Regions from separate parts of the Oryzias latipes genome. Here region 1 is linked to region 2. The links are chromatin contacts, called in public Hi-C maps. All regions are on one chromosome and are shown on one strand. The core of a region is the stretch at or near the end of the contact, and the rest is flanking DNA. Distances in the headings are between cores, read along the strand shown.

What was found. Hi-C and Micro-C count contacts between places; a contact is called where the count stands out from the background.
Region 1: a Hi-C map of embryo shows a contact between it and region 2, with 2.4 times the contacts expected there. The contact joins the promoter of slc24a5 here to the promoter of LOC101172800 in region 2. A contact is called at or near these places in 4 of 5 Hi-C or Micro-C datasets (embryo and fibroblasts).

The regions. Positions count from the first base shown.
Region 1 is chr3:13,071,098-13,077,876 of ASM223467v1, forward strand. slc24a5 (sodium/potassium/calcium exchanger 5) reads right to left here and starts at 4,603. Exons shown (of 9, transcript XM_011488381.3): 1 at 3,887-4,603; 2 at 3,016-3,195; 3 at 2,510-2,593; 4 at 2,213-2,316; 5 at 2,014-2,114; 6 at 1,377-1,660; 7 at 1,059-1,265. The coding sequence starts at 4,043.
Region 2 is chr3:12,936,911-12,943,636 of ASM223467v1, forward strand. It overlaps LOC101172800 (nicotinamide riboside kinase 2), which reads right to left and starts at 3,891. Exons shown (of 7, transcript XM_023953163.1): 1 at 3,617-3,891; 2 at 3,016-3,106; 3 at 2,396-2,585; 4 at 2,248-2,319; 5 at 2,049-2,155; 6 at 1,863-1,953; 7 at 1,530-1,775. The coding sequence starts at 2,568. The coding sequence ends at 1,868.

The DNA of each region.
Region 1 (6,779 bases), core at 3,353-5,852, 130 kb after region 2:
TCTCGGGAATTAGCCCAGCAGACCAGCATGTGACTGTACTCTGTAAAATGGATTTTTTTTTCTCTCTCTCCCACAAGTTGCAGAAACTTGTGAGCCACGGTGATGGACTGGGGGTGCTTTGGTGATTTCCACCTACCTTTAAACTTGAGGATCAGACAGACTTTGCAAGATGAACAGTGAAACAGATCACACTACACTTTTTTTTTAATGGTTTCTGACGCAATTTGGTAGACAAACAAAAACAGTTTATGAGCGCTAAATGCTGAAACATACTGGTAAATTCTTAACGTTTGTAACCCTTGTGCTATCCTAGGCACTTTAACATTGGGAGTTGGGTCATCTAGACCCACTAAACAGTGCTGTGAACCTTTTTTCTTCAATGATTTGTGATCTTTACTGGTGTCCATGGATTACATGAAATCTTTCCACCTTTATCCACCTTTGTCATGGTAGGGAGAACACGTCAATGTAAGGGTGGGGTCATAGGATAGCACAAGGGTTAAAACCCACTCTTAATAAAGAAATGCAAGGATGTATGATCTTGCCCATAGTTTAAATTATGCAAATTAAAAAAAATACTGCCACAGTGGCTAGAAATGACTTAAATCAATCCTAATCATTTTAATCCAATTGCAAAAGACAAACATCAGTCAGCTGTTGAGACACACATAAACAAAGTGGATGGTAACGCCTTTCAAGTGAGGCACTACTGGGATGTTACCCCAGAAAGAGTCAGATGCAGACCGCCCCCCACCCTCCACGGTGGCCTTGCGATTGCTTCTGTATCCTTTTGGAAGAAAGCAGGAAGAGGTGATCTATCAGAGGGAAGTCTGGGCATCCTGAGACTGCTGCCCCTGTGACCCCAACCCTAGCTAAGCTGTATTTAATTGAGGGCAGAATATTAAATAAAATAATTAGTGTTAACAGTTTTAAATGTTACACCTGATTACAGAAGCCATAAAGTTTGGGAGCTAGGGTGTAAGTATGTTTATTTTTGTTTTGAGGTTGGAATGGTTTATAATTGAGTAAAAACTATAAAAAGCACAGGAGTGTCTTACCAACAACAGTCACCATCCAGACTAGTACGTATGTGAAAGCAGAGATCCACACAGCCGACATGAAGAACGTTATCATGAACCACTGCTTCCAGAACCGTCTTCTACAGTCAGGAACAGTCAGGAAAAGCAGAACGATCACAGGCAGGGACAGGACCCAGAGGATCCTCTTCAGGTCGCTTTCCGGCACGGAAAACACACTTTTCTGCTCTGCTGTGATGAAGGCAGATGCACAGGGTTCCACCATACTGACTTCAAATGTACACAAAAATTAAATGAAAGAGCAAACAGTAACTTGAGAGGCTAAGAAGTGTCTCATACCATCTGAAATCTCGTTGAGGCCGTGCAGGCTGAGGGACAAGTGAGAGTACCCTGAATCATCGTGGAAGATCCCACTGTCTGTTCTGGAACGGCCGCAGATTCTCAACCTGGTGTCGTCGTTCCAGCCAGTCAGAGGCTGCGTTTCCATTTTGTCAGCAGAACCAGAACTCAAACAGGTGCAGCAGGGGCTCAGCTTCCTCAGGACAAACTCACTGATGCGGAGGTCAAAGCACAGGACAACTATGTAGACACCGTAGACTAGAAGCAGACAGGCAGCCTCGTACCTGGTAGAAAGACATCAATAGTAGACGTTTTTTTCAGCATTTTTTGCTGTTACTTTATCTATCAGAGCAATTTCAGACCAACATGCGGATTCACTCTACATCTGTTTTTGTACAACAAATAAAGTCCTGATAGTACACATTGTCTCAATTGTCAGTGCAATAAATGTCCTATAAAGCGTGGCTGTTTTGTGGTCTCTTTTCATGTTCCTAACTTTCACAATACTCTATAAAGAACTGCTTTAAACTTTGTATTTCATAAGCAACTACTTTACCAGCAAGTGTTGTAAGGTCTGAAGATCATGCAACCATAAAACAATGAATTATTGCCTACAAATACAAAAATATACCCTCACCAGTACACTTTGTTATCGGAAATGATGCCAATAACAGCGGCAACACTGATTCCATATGCCAGGCAGTCCCTGAACAGAGGCCAACAGGTGAGACGCCTCGCCTGATAAAGGAAGCACATAACAAAAAAGAGTTTACAGCTTACATCAGTCTCGCCTAGAAAAGCAGCCATTTTCCCCCTCAGAGTATGCAAGAACATACCACTGAGGCCAAAATTCCACAGGCAGCACAGATTCCTAGCAGGTTGTAGACAGCCGATCCCACAATTGTGCTGACCCCGATGTCCCCTTTTGTTACAAACACACCTGACACACAGAATGCACAAAATCGACATTTTAGCTTTGAAAACTGGACCAGCGTATAAAGAGAGATGGGAGAGAAGACACTGAGGAGACAAGTAGGGTTATGGTAGCAGCCAGAAAATCTATAATTTCAAAAAAAAAGCAAGATAATCATGAAGCAAATGTCACGAACATTGTTGAGTTGTTGAATGTTTACCTAGAAAAGCAGTAACAAGTTCAGGAGCAGAACTCCCAGCTGCCATAAATGTTGCTCCTGCTACATCCTGAGAAAGGCCCAGACCTGAGGGAGCCCCAAGAAAAAGAAAAAAAGAGAGGATGTCATGAGCCACTAGCTCATTTACCAACATGTTAAACCAAAGTTTAAAAATGATACTAAGAAATATATTTATGTCAGAAAATGTGCATAATATTTATTTTATATTTTATTAATATCTATTCAATAAGCTTTGTGTCACTTAGAAGATATAATCTGGCCCCTTTCATTTGCTAAAGATTCACGTCACGGACTCTAGGGTGAAGGTTCCAGGTCAGCAAAAGACTTTAATGCTTTTGCATTACATTTTTAATTTTTTAATTTTATCTAATTAGGATCAAATGTAAAAAAAATGGATTAATGCAGCTATTTTATCATATGTTTTTTACAGGCTGTCAATCAATTCAAGGCTATCTTGTCAAGGTACAGTTCAAACCTATGCCACTTACGTTCACTGATCACTTCCAGGGACGGCAGAAAGTAATCATCACAAACTATAGCAACAGCCAACAGCATGTAGAAAATGATCATGAAGTAAATGACCAGCCCCCCATCCTTCCTCTCCTGCACGGTGAAGAAGCCATCAGGAAACTCGGAGGCTTGGGGTGAAATGCATTCTGTCTCGTTCTCTAAACCAGCATAAAAAGACAGAATCATCATAGACAAAATCCATTCCCCCCATGACTGACAGTAAACTGTGTTCTTCTAGTTCATCGGTGGTCAGGACATTTTTACAGTAATTAAATGAACTGCAAACATTTCCATGATTGGTAAGCCACAATCAATTACAGGCTGGTTTGCTTGCTGATCTGTACTTTCAGATTTGCTGAGAAGGTTAAAGCTGTCTGAGCTTATTGGTTAAGTTTGAGGTCCTAGCATTTCTCTCATTCTTACGTCTAACACTCTGTTGAATTGCAGTTTTCTCAGAGTTTACTTAACATGTATTTTACGCTATAATATAAAGTAAAAAACAAAGATTTATAGTGGATGGTATTTTTTTGAAAAAAGGTGAAAACTAAACCGACATGTGGTCATGTTGGTATTGACGTTATTTCCCAGCAACCAAACTACCAAAATTGAAAAAGTCCTATTTTAAATCATTAAATCAAGTTATAGCCAAAAGTTTAATACAGTGTTTGCTTATGGACACGTTGGGCAGATTATTAGCAATGTGATGCTCCATAATGTGAAAGTCAGACCTTAGTGAAAAGAAAACAACAAAATAACAGGTTAAAGCAGTTTGTTTTTCATCCTATGTCCGCAAACATAATCATAAAAGCTGGGTTCTTTTCCTGCACTTCTCCATGGATGTGCACTTACCCAGGGCCCGGCGCACCCTCACAGTGGGAGCAAACTCAGCTGTTTTTGCTGTAAACGAAATAAGATGAAAGGTGCCATACAAAAAAATGACAAACCCCAAGAAATATGGTATAAAATCCTTTCTTGTCTTTTTCCTCAAGATTGCAGCCTGACTCATATTAATCTGAAAAGTATGAAATGTTTAAAATTCGAGACGTTTTAGGAAAAATTATTAATCAATTTAGCGTAATTAGTTTGCAAAGACGGTATGCATGTGGGCTGGATAAGCACTACATGCAGCTGCAGCACTACACTACGACTAAAAGCTGCAAAGGGAGATTATTGGGGGGTGAAAACATCTTTTAAGCTTTGGAGCTCCTAAGAAAGAAGGGGGGGATCACGAGTTGTGAGTCATTCCACTTCACTTGAACAAACTCCAGCCTGAGGCGCATCAGAACTGTTCTTTATCATAATCGCACTTTAACACAGCTCCACCACAGGAGGAAATGGGTTTTATTTCTTCATTGGGGAAGGATTTGTACTCATTGAAAGCCTGAAGCAAAAGCTTTTCTAATAATGTTATGCCGGCTAATGTCAACAAGGGGGGTGGAAATATAGCATATTGTCCTGATGGCTGCAAGCACATTAAAACATGATTGAATTGTGTGGAAAAAGCAGCATTAGGGGAGAGTCAGAGTGACACATCAATCAATTAAACACAAACTTGTTCAGTAGGCATAGACAATGGACCAAAGACATAGCTTATATCCAAATTCCCTCCCTACTTCCTTACTACTAAAAACTATTTAGTGCAGGAGTAAAGTGTCCTGGGTTTTGAAAGCAATTAGGACACCATGCTCACTACTTTGTTTTTTAAACGGCAAATATGACATCATCAATTAGACCACAATATATTGCGTTTGAACCATTTTTGTTAAAAATTGATTTAACTTTGTTTTGTTTTTTCCCCCAGATTTTTTCAAATAAATCATCCATGTTTTCATAATCAGAACACAGTGGATTCATAGAGAGTCTTGACTAAGTTTTTACTTTGGGAAATGGTGACATCAGATGCACCATTTAAAAAAAATAGCAAACAAGATATCAAAATTATTTTTAAAACCCAGGTCCCTAAATAGTCTGTACTATATAGATTTTTCAGTATTTTTGGAAATAGGGAGGGAATTCAGACATAGTGTATTCTGATGATGAAAACCTGAATAATTTATTTATTAAAAAAAACAAAAAAACAACAACATAAAAATACATTTTTTCCACAAAAAATGTTCAAACGCAATGCATTGTGGTCTGCATTTATTAAGCATTAGTGCTCACTGGTTTTTAGCTGAGTTATTGGGCATTTCTAGGGCACTCAATTTTTTTATGACATACTGGACTAAAAAATAGCGAGCGTACTATTTAGTGCACTAGTGAGGGAATTCGGACATAATTCCTAGCAGACAAACGTTACTTTGGCGCAGCGGGATCGCCACAGCAGTGCGTTTGTGGTGTTGGGCTTGTTGGGGCATGTTTCCAGCAGGCGCTCCCACTTTTAAAGGCTGATGCTCTCTGTCTAGTCATCTGGAGGACGCTCAGCATGAAAATAAAAGCACAGAAACCTGCATTACTCTGTGGTGAGTGGCTTTGCTTGTTTTTTTAAGAACTGCTCCAAGTGACGTTGAGTTTACCAAAAATGAGCAAGCAAAATGTCTTTAAATAGTCTATTAATGAAGGTTTTTGTTAACCCTCAACTCCTCGTTTAGAGACAAGTTTTGAGCGTGAGCGTGTACATGCGTCTTATGCCCTTTACGGGATAATATTCGTGAGTGCAGGCAGCGCATTTATTTATTTATTTATTTTTAGTCAGGAGCTCCTAAAACCTAAGTGCAGTAATGGCGCCCTCTTATGTTCTGAGTGTGTTATTGCAAGTCCTGTTTTCAGATTTGCACACGAGTCAACATTTTTAATACAAAAAAGTTAAAATACCGGTACTTAATACATATTACATTTTATCTAGACTTTTTAAAGTAACAAAAACGTACACTATTAATGAAAATACGTACATTTATTCTTATTTTGTTTGTGTTTATTTCAAATGTTAAAAACTGCACATATAATGCACATATAAAACTTTTGTTTTGATTATTGTGGTTCAAACCTGAAGTGTATTTTGCTTGTAATTATATTAAGGGTGTAACATTTAATTAACTTAATTGATAAATCTATATATTCTTATGATCCAACAGGATCAATTTGTCTGAGGCAAGTTATACCGTTCTAACAATGATTCAAAATGAAATAAATCAGTTATAACAATTTTGGAAAATATCATTTGGATTGAGCCACAATAGGTTTATTTTACCATTAAATGGAAACGACAAAGTGTATCACAGTAGAAAAAACACACGTGACTGAAATTATTAAGTCATAATTCCAGTCTAATGTGTGTAAACACTGAATTTAGCAAACATGTGACCATACAGTGAGGTAGAATGTTCTAATAATGTTCCCTTTGGATTATTTTGATCTGGAAAAACAACAGTGGGCTGAACATAGGAAACTAAAAAGTGAATACATTTGTCATTCATTCTTGTTTACTTGTTTGTTTGTACACATTTTTAATTTACACTTGATTATTTTGCAAGAAATTCAAGGAATCTGGAAAACTTCACTTGCACTGTTCAGTACCAGGAATTTATCTCTGAGTCACACTGGTTGAAGTCCTAGATCCATTTTAGGGCAGTGAATCGGATCAATGAATCGTACCAGCAATCACAAATTATGATTTGAACAAAATTGTTTTTAAAATAAATCGCATTAAATGTTGATTTTAAGTAATTAGAGGAAATAAATGTCTGTTTTTTTTAAACAAAATTGGATTTTGAATGTTTGTCTTGCACTTGACTTTGTGCAG
Region 2 (6,726 bases), core at 2,641-5,140:
AGGGGGCATTTTCCATTTAAAAATGTAAATCATGAACAAAGAAGAGGTTAACAGCTCCACAGGTTTAATGTGTGGATTGGTTAGCACAGGGGTGTCAAACTCATTTTCACTCAGGGCCACATCAGCATCGTGTCTGTCCTCAAAGGGCCAGATATAACTTATACAACCAAATGTAATGAAAAATAAATGTAACTACTCCTTAATGTTAAATAACTCATTTATTTATTTATTATAACTTTTTAAAGTGACAATTCCAATTGGAAAGAAAACATATGTTTGCTTGTTACTCTAGCATAAATCCTTTTACATTTGATTCTGTCAGGTTAGGTTATATGGACAGTGTTTAAGTGTTCACATTAAAATGACAGAATGACAAGTGTCTCTCAATATCTTACCAGGGCTTTCAGCACAAATCTCTACAGCTGCCAAGATTTTATTCGATTTAAACATGAATACAATTTCTGCGGAGCCTTGAATAATCACAGTTTGAATGTGAGGAACTCAGGTGTTGTGTGTGTCTGTCTGAACCAAAGAACACCTACTGGACTGTTCTTTTCTGGAACTTTAGGACAAAACTGGATCTGCTTCTCCCATCATCTTCATCTACAGCTTATTTTCCAAACCTGAATTCTGCAAGTTATGTGAAGCAAATCTGTTTAGTTTTATGCCACGTATAAATTACTTAAAAGTTTATATTCTTGTCTCAGTTTGACGTTTTGTGCCCTCTGTTGGAATTTAAAGCAATACCTTTGGCAGGTATGGAAACTAAAAACTTGGTGCTCTGAGGTCACTGCAGAACTCAAGCTTTGCTGCTTCTTAAAGGTTTAACTGCAGTCCATAAAACAAAGCCTTGAAAGTCAGTTTTTACTCTGTTTATATACAATGTTGTTTAACTCCTCTTAAACATTGTAATTAATCAGTTATTGCTTTTAACACCAAGTTATTGTAATTTTCCACAAGTTAACAATTTTCACAAAATAAAGTAGAATGAATTTATAGCACCTGGCTATGATGCAACACCGTTTTGGTTGATTTTAACAAGTTGTAAAAAAACGCAGTTAATCTCTGAAGACAAACTTTTAACATTGAACAAAGATGTATTATGAGAGAATTCACTCCACCCTCAACAAAATAGAAGTGTGGCTCCTTTTCCTTGAAATTGTTACAGTACATTAAACTGTTTTGACAATAACAGATAATTCCTGGTTTTCAATTTTTGACTACTTTTCATCCAAAGTAAGTAAAATTATCTTGTGAAGTCTATAACACCCAACCATATTTCAAAGTATTAAATAGTATGAAGTGAATATAAATAATAAATTAGTTTATTTCCCTTTTTGTTAAAAAATTATAAGCTTTCGTTCACCCAGGCTGGTTTTGGATATGCGAATAATCAAGTTGGCTCATATGACTGCTTATCACTTACAGCAGATGTTAACCAGAAACTATCTGCTCTCTGAAGCCTCACAGACCCAAAGTTACGTAGGACCTGACAGTCATGCCCATGAAGAATTCACCACAGCACAAAGTTTGACAGGAGGATCATTTATTGACATCTGCAACCATCCTTGGAACACTCCAATCAACCCCGTTTCAAGTGTAGGTTGAAACAAAGCAATAAATACGAGATATAAAAGCCTGTTGTGTTGTTAAACATTTATAAAAACTGAAAAAGCTTAGCACTCAACTATATGAGCTGCCAGGTATAAATTTTAGGTTAAAGCGATCTCATGCTTGTAAGTTGAGTACATGCCTCCTGAAGCCAATCAAATGATCTGCAACACAGAAAACACAAATGGTGACTCGCATGACGACAAGAGCCTTTGGTGTTTGGAGTTTCTGGGTGAGTTTTTTTTTTTTACCTTTGTTAGAGAGATTTCTGGATGTTGTTCAGAATGTCGCCGTAGACAAAGTTGAACATTCGTTCCTTTGACCAGGTTCCATCAAGCTGCACTGTAATAGCAACCCATGGAAGCATTTAAACCACTTGCAAAGTCATCAAAAAGTGTGTACAAAGGGGAAAATTAGCTGAAAAAATTGCCACTTACAAACATCAACACATGTCTCCTCCATGATTTTGGTGTGTTTCAAATACATGGGCCACACGTGGCCATCAAACAGGCCGGGGGGGTCAGGCACTGTATAATTCCTGGAGCTGCAGGGAGAGAAAAACCATTTACCATGAAAAGGCTATGACAGAGTAGATAGCACCAAACAAGAGTAGAGAGGGGGGGGGGGGGCACGTACCACCTCCTCTTTTTGCATTCTTCGTACGGGATGGAAATAAAGTAGCGTTGGTTCAGCACGTCGATCAAAGGTCTATAGAGGCACATGCAGATGAGTGTTTCTTATTTAATAAGTAAATAAAAGTGACCTTATAGGAAGCTATTCTTACCCATAGGTGTACAACAGGAATCCTTCCACAATAAGGATGTGGTTCTCCTCATCCTCCTTGTTGTCAGACTTCTGGATAATCTCATCATCGAGGTTGTTATTCACGCCGTGAGACTTCTCAAACTTCACCGGGTTCTCCAGCCATGCGTAGATCGTACTCATCATGGCGTCCATGTCCAAAGCAGTGATGACTGTAAAGGCGGGGGGTGAAAAAAAAAAAAAAAAAAACAGGTAGGAGAAAGAGAGAGGAGGCATAAAAGAAAGCAACGATGAGTGAAAAAATATGACTAAAAAGTTCAATTGTGTCTTCAACGCATGCAGATTACAAGTGCCGTAACACTGCAAGCTTGAACAAACACACAAACGCCCACAAAACCCTTCACAGAAACCCGGGCTTACCATCGTACTGCTTAAAGCCATCTTCACCAACTTCAATCTGATCTTGGGGCTGAAACATACATCGAAGAGATGTACCCAGGTACATTCCACTAGGCCTACTCTCTGCTGTATGTTATCACACACACTATGTGATGTTTTTACTCATGTAATAAGTGTTAACATTGTCTTGTTGGGTAAGCTCTACTGCATCTGAAGGTGTCACAGAGATGAGTGTGCGCTCACCTTGAAGAAGTCATCTTGATGCACAACACAGCAGTTGGGAAGGGTCTTTATCAGCCGGTTGGTGAGGGTGGTTTTCCCTCCATTGGTTACGCTGCACAGAACAAAACAATAGAACTGAATGGCGAACAAAAGCAAACCTACACAGAGCAATGTAGACCAATAAATTGAAGTGACTAGTGAAATTTAAGGTGGACCAGCATGTCCCTGTTATAAGAAATGTTTAATAAACATTACATGGTATGAGTTTTATTAAATAAGTCAGTTACAGCAATTATTTTGAAGTTAAAGCCATTTTACTCTTTTTGTTTTTTAGATATTAAAAGACTTTCGTTTTTTATTTAAACGCAAAGTACTTCCGTAATTTAAAATGCTTATTTTTTCTATTACCCCCAAGATGCCAAATTGGGAGGTATAAAACATCACATATGTATATTTTGGGGGGAAAAGAATCACATATACATATACAAACGTGTAATAATAATGCAGAATAGACGACGACAAATTTGACCGCCTTTGGCACGTGCACCGCGCTCGTGGGCCTCACCCAACCCGGTTAGCCGGCTAAATTAGCCTAGCAAACGTGAACTGAGGCTGAACTCACCCGCCGATGCCGATGATGTACTTCATGGTTTTTCTTTCAATTAAAGTTGTGGAGTTTTCAAAAACGATGATGAACCTGATGAGGGAGCACAATGACCAGACGGGAAGAAAGCTTAAAAAGAGAAGGTTGCTGCAGGAAACGTCAACTATTCGATTCCTCCATGGCACTTGAGTGAGTAAGGTAAGAGCAGACACGGGCAGACGCTCGACCGCGGTCTTCCACCGAGAGAGAACTTCGCTGCAGCGACGCTTCTACACATACTAAAAACAGCTCCGTGATTGGCTATTTAAACAACTCCGTCTACGTAAAACCCTGGAGCCGACCAATCAGACGCAAGAGTCACCGCAGTCTCCCCGCCCCTCTCTCCTCACCACAAACCATGAAGCAATGCTGATGTTAGACTCTAGAAATCATCAAATAAAAATAAAGCCTGCCTAAGTATCCATTTATACAGAAAAAGTACTTAATTGTGTTTATTTTCTTTAAGTAAACCTTTAAATGATAGCTAATGCTAGCTGGATAAACCCCAAATCAAAATCTTAGTAACGTGCACATTTCATGCATCACATGCATCAACCAGAGATGAAGGGATCAGGATGCTTTTGAACATTTTTCATTCATCTACTGCACACTGTGACATTAGTACTATCAGCTGGGAGTCATATGAACTCTCGCCCTTTAACTCATGCTGTCTCATTGCACCACCATGGTTAAATGAGTGTCATCACATTCAAATGTGACATCAAATTTCTAAGAACCGAAAGGTTAAAGTGAATTCTAAAGTTTGTTTTAGACTACACGTTTTTGTGTTTTCTTTACAGAAAAAACATTCCCCTAAACACAATTTAAAGTTTAATATTCCGTTTTCTCCATCGACACCTAAATTAATTTTTTTTGGGAAAAATATTCAGATATTTCTGTGCCAAAAAAGGGACTGATTTTTAATTTCTTTTCAATTAATAAAAACAAAGTTATAAAAAAAATTAAATGTTTTTTCAAACTTTTTATGTTTTCATACTATCAATATTTACACTAATTTGTGTTTATGTCACATAGTGTCAACGCTTTCATTGTATTAACTTTTGTTAAAGCTGAGAGAAGGATTGTTAATGACTGGAAAATTTATCAGCTTTACAGAAAATATTCAAATATGCTATAGCAACAAGATGTAGATAAAGCAAAAAAACTCGGTGTCATTCACATGACGTCTTTATACGTCATTGGTTTTTGCTGAACATGTAATCGGCTGAGACAGGATCTTAGGAACAGATTATCTGCAAGACAGTTCTACACCCCTGAAGCCCAATTATTGATTTTTCTGCTGTCATAATTCTAGTGATAATACATTTTTTTACTCACACAGCACATCAGTTTGTACTGAGTGCAGGTGTAAACATTGCATTTTAGATTAGAAAGGAAACAGCTAACTCCCCTGAACACATTTTCTTTACTTAAGTGTTTATTTCAGCAGACCACAGCTGACCTTCCTCCTTTGCAAAGGATTTTCCCAACCAGCCCTGTTTCCTGAGAGTACACAGGAATACTACTCAAGCTGTGGTTTACACCCTCAACAACCTCAACTATGAAGATGGAGTTGCTAAGTCTGGGACTCAGTTCAGCTTGTGAGATTTTTGTTACTGCTTTGACTCTATCTGCAGTTTGGAAACCATAGCAGAATAAAATGATTTATTTTTTTAACTCTAACAAAGCCTGTGACAAAATGTGCTTTCAAATGTACATTGACAAATGCTGTTCCAAATTTTTGATGAATATTTAAAAAACACATGGTCCACATATGTATAAAAACATTACTTATGTTTCTTAAAATAGCTGTGTTTCAAGAACTGTGAAACAAAAAAAAAAATCAAAATTAATCAGTTTTATTCTTTCAGAGCAAATGCTTCACTCTGTCCCTCACCACATCACATATAATAATATATCTGACCAGATTACAAATGCATGTATAAATGTTAATTTCCAAGAAGATTGGGGCATGTCCAAAATGCAAGGATTGTCTGAAACAGCCCACTTCTCCCCTGACGTAAAATGATGATTTTCAAGAACCATTTCAAGTTGAACGTCATGGCTCAGTTTACTGCAGGCTCAGAAATACTAAACAAGTTCAAACAGCATCGGTTTTGGTCAGACATGACAGCATCCTGAACATAATCAGTTATGTAAGATGTACCAGTAGTCAAATCCCCAAACAACTTTTACTCAAACTCAGTCCATTTGCACTTTTAGGATATTTTCATGCTAGATCAAACATTATTCATTTGGATGATGATGATGATATTTTATTTCAGATATATACTTATAAAGAAAAATATGAAAGGAAAATAAAATGCAAGAAAAATCAAAAGGGAAGTGAGAAGATGTATAAGGCTTATAAATGATCCCCCCCACCCCCTAGACACCTCAATTAATTACTATACCCAGCATTTTAAGGCATGTTTACATATTGTTGTACAATATTCCCAAATCCCATGACTGTCTATTGGAATATTATTGCCCAAACGGTTCCCATGTTGGCAGAAAATCTTCCAACATCTGACTGCCATCTGCTGGCTATCCAAGTGTCCCTTTTTCCCCATGAACATTTTCAAGTAGCTCAGAGAAAAAATGGGAGCCACGGAAAAAAAACAGGAATTTAAAATTCAGAATATTTACCTCAGAATTTTGACTTTATGTTTATCATTAAAGAAATATGTCTATTTCTTTTTAAGGGAGAGTCTTAGGTTGTTTAATTGATCCAAATACCTGGCATGCACAGAGCTGTCACGTGTGGGTTGAGTAGTGCTGAGACATGACATTGTGTGTTTTTTTGGGGGGGTATTGAAGCACAGAAGTACAAGCACAATGCAGCAACATTGGATATTTTCTTATATATATTTTCTGGTTTTAACAATTTTAACACATTCATTGGGAATCCTGTTTTTTTAAAAGATGAATGCACTTTTATTTAGCAACAAATTCATATTATTTTCCTGTTTTTAGTTAATGGATCATGCCCTTTTTCATTGTTTTTCATGTATAATTTATTAGTTTTAGTCTTAAGTTTATACCTTGAGTTGTTTATCGTACGAGTTCCACGGTCCAAGAACCACTTT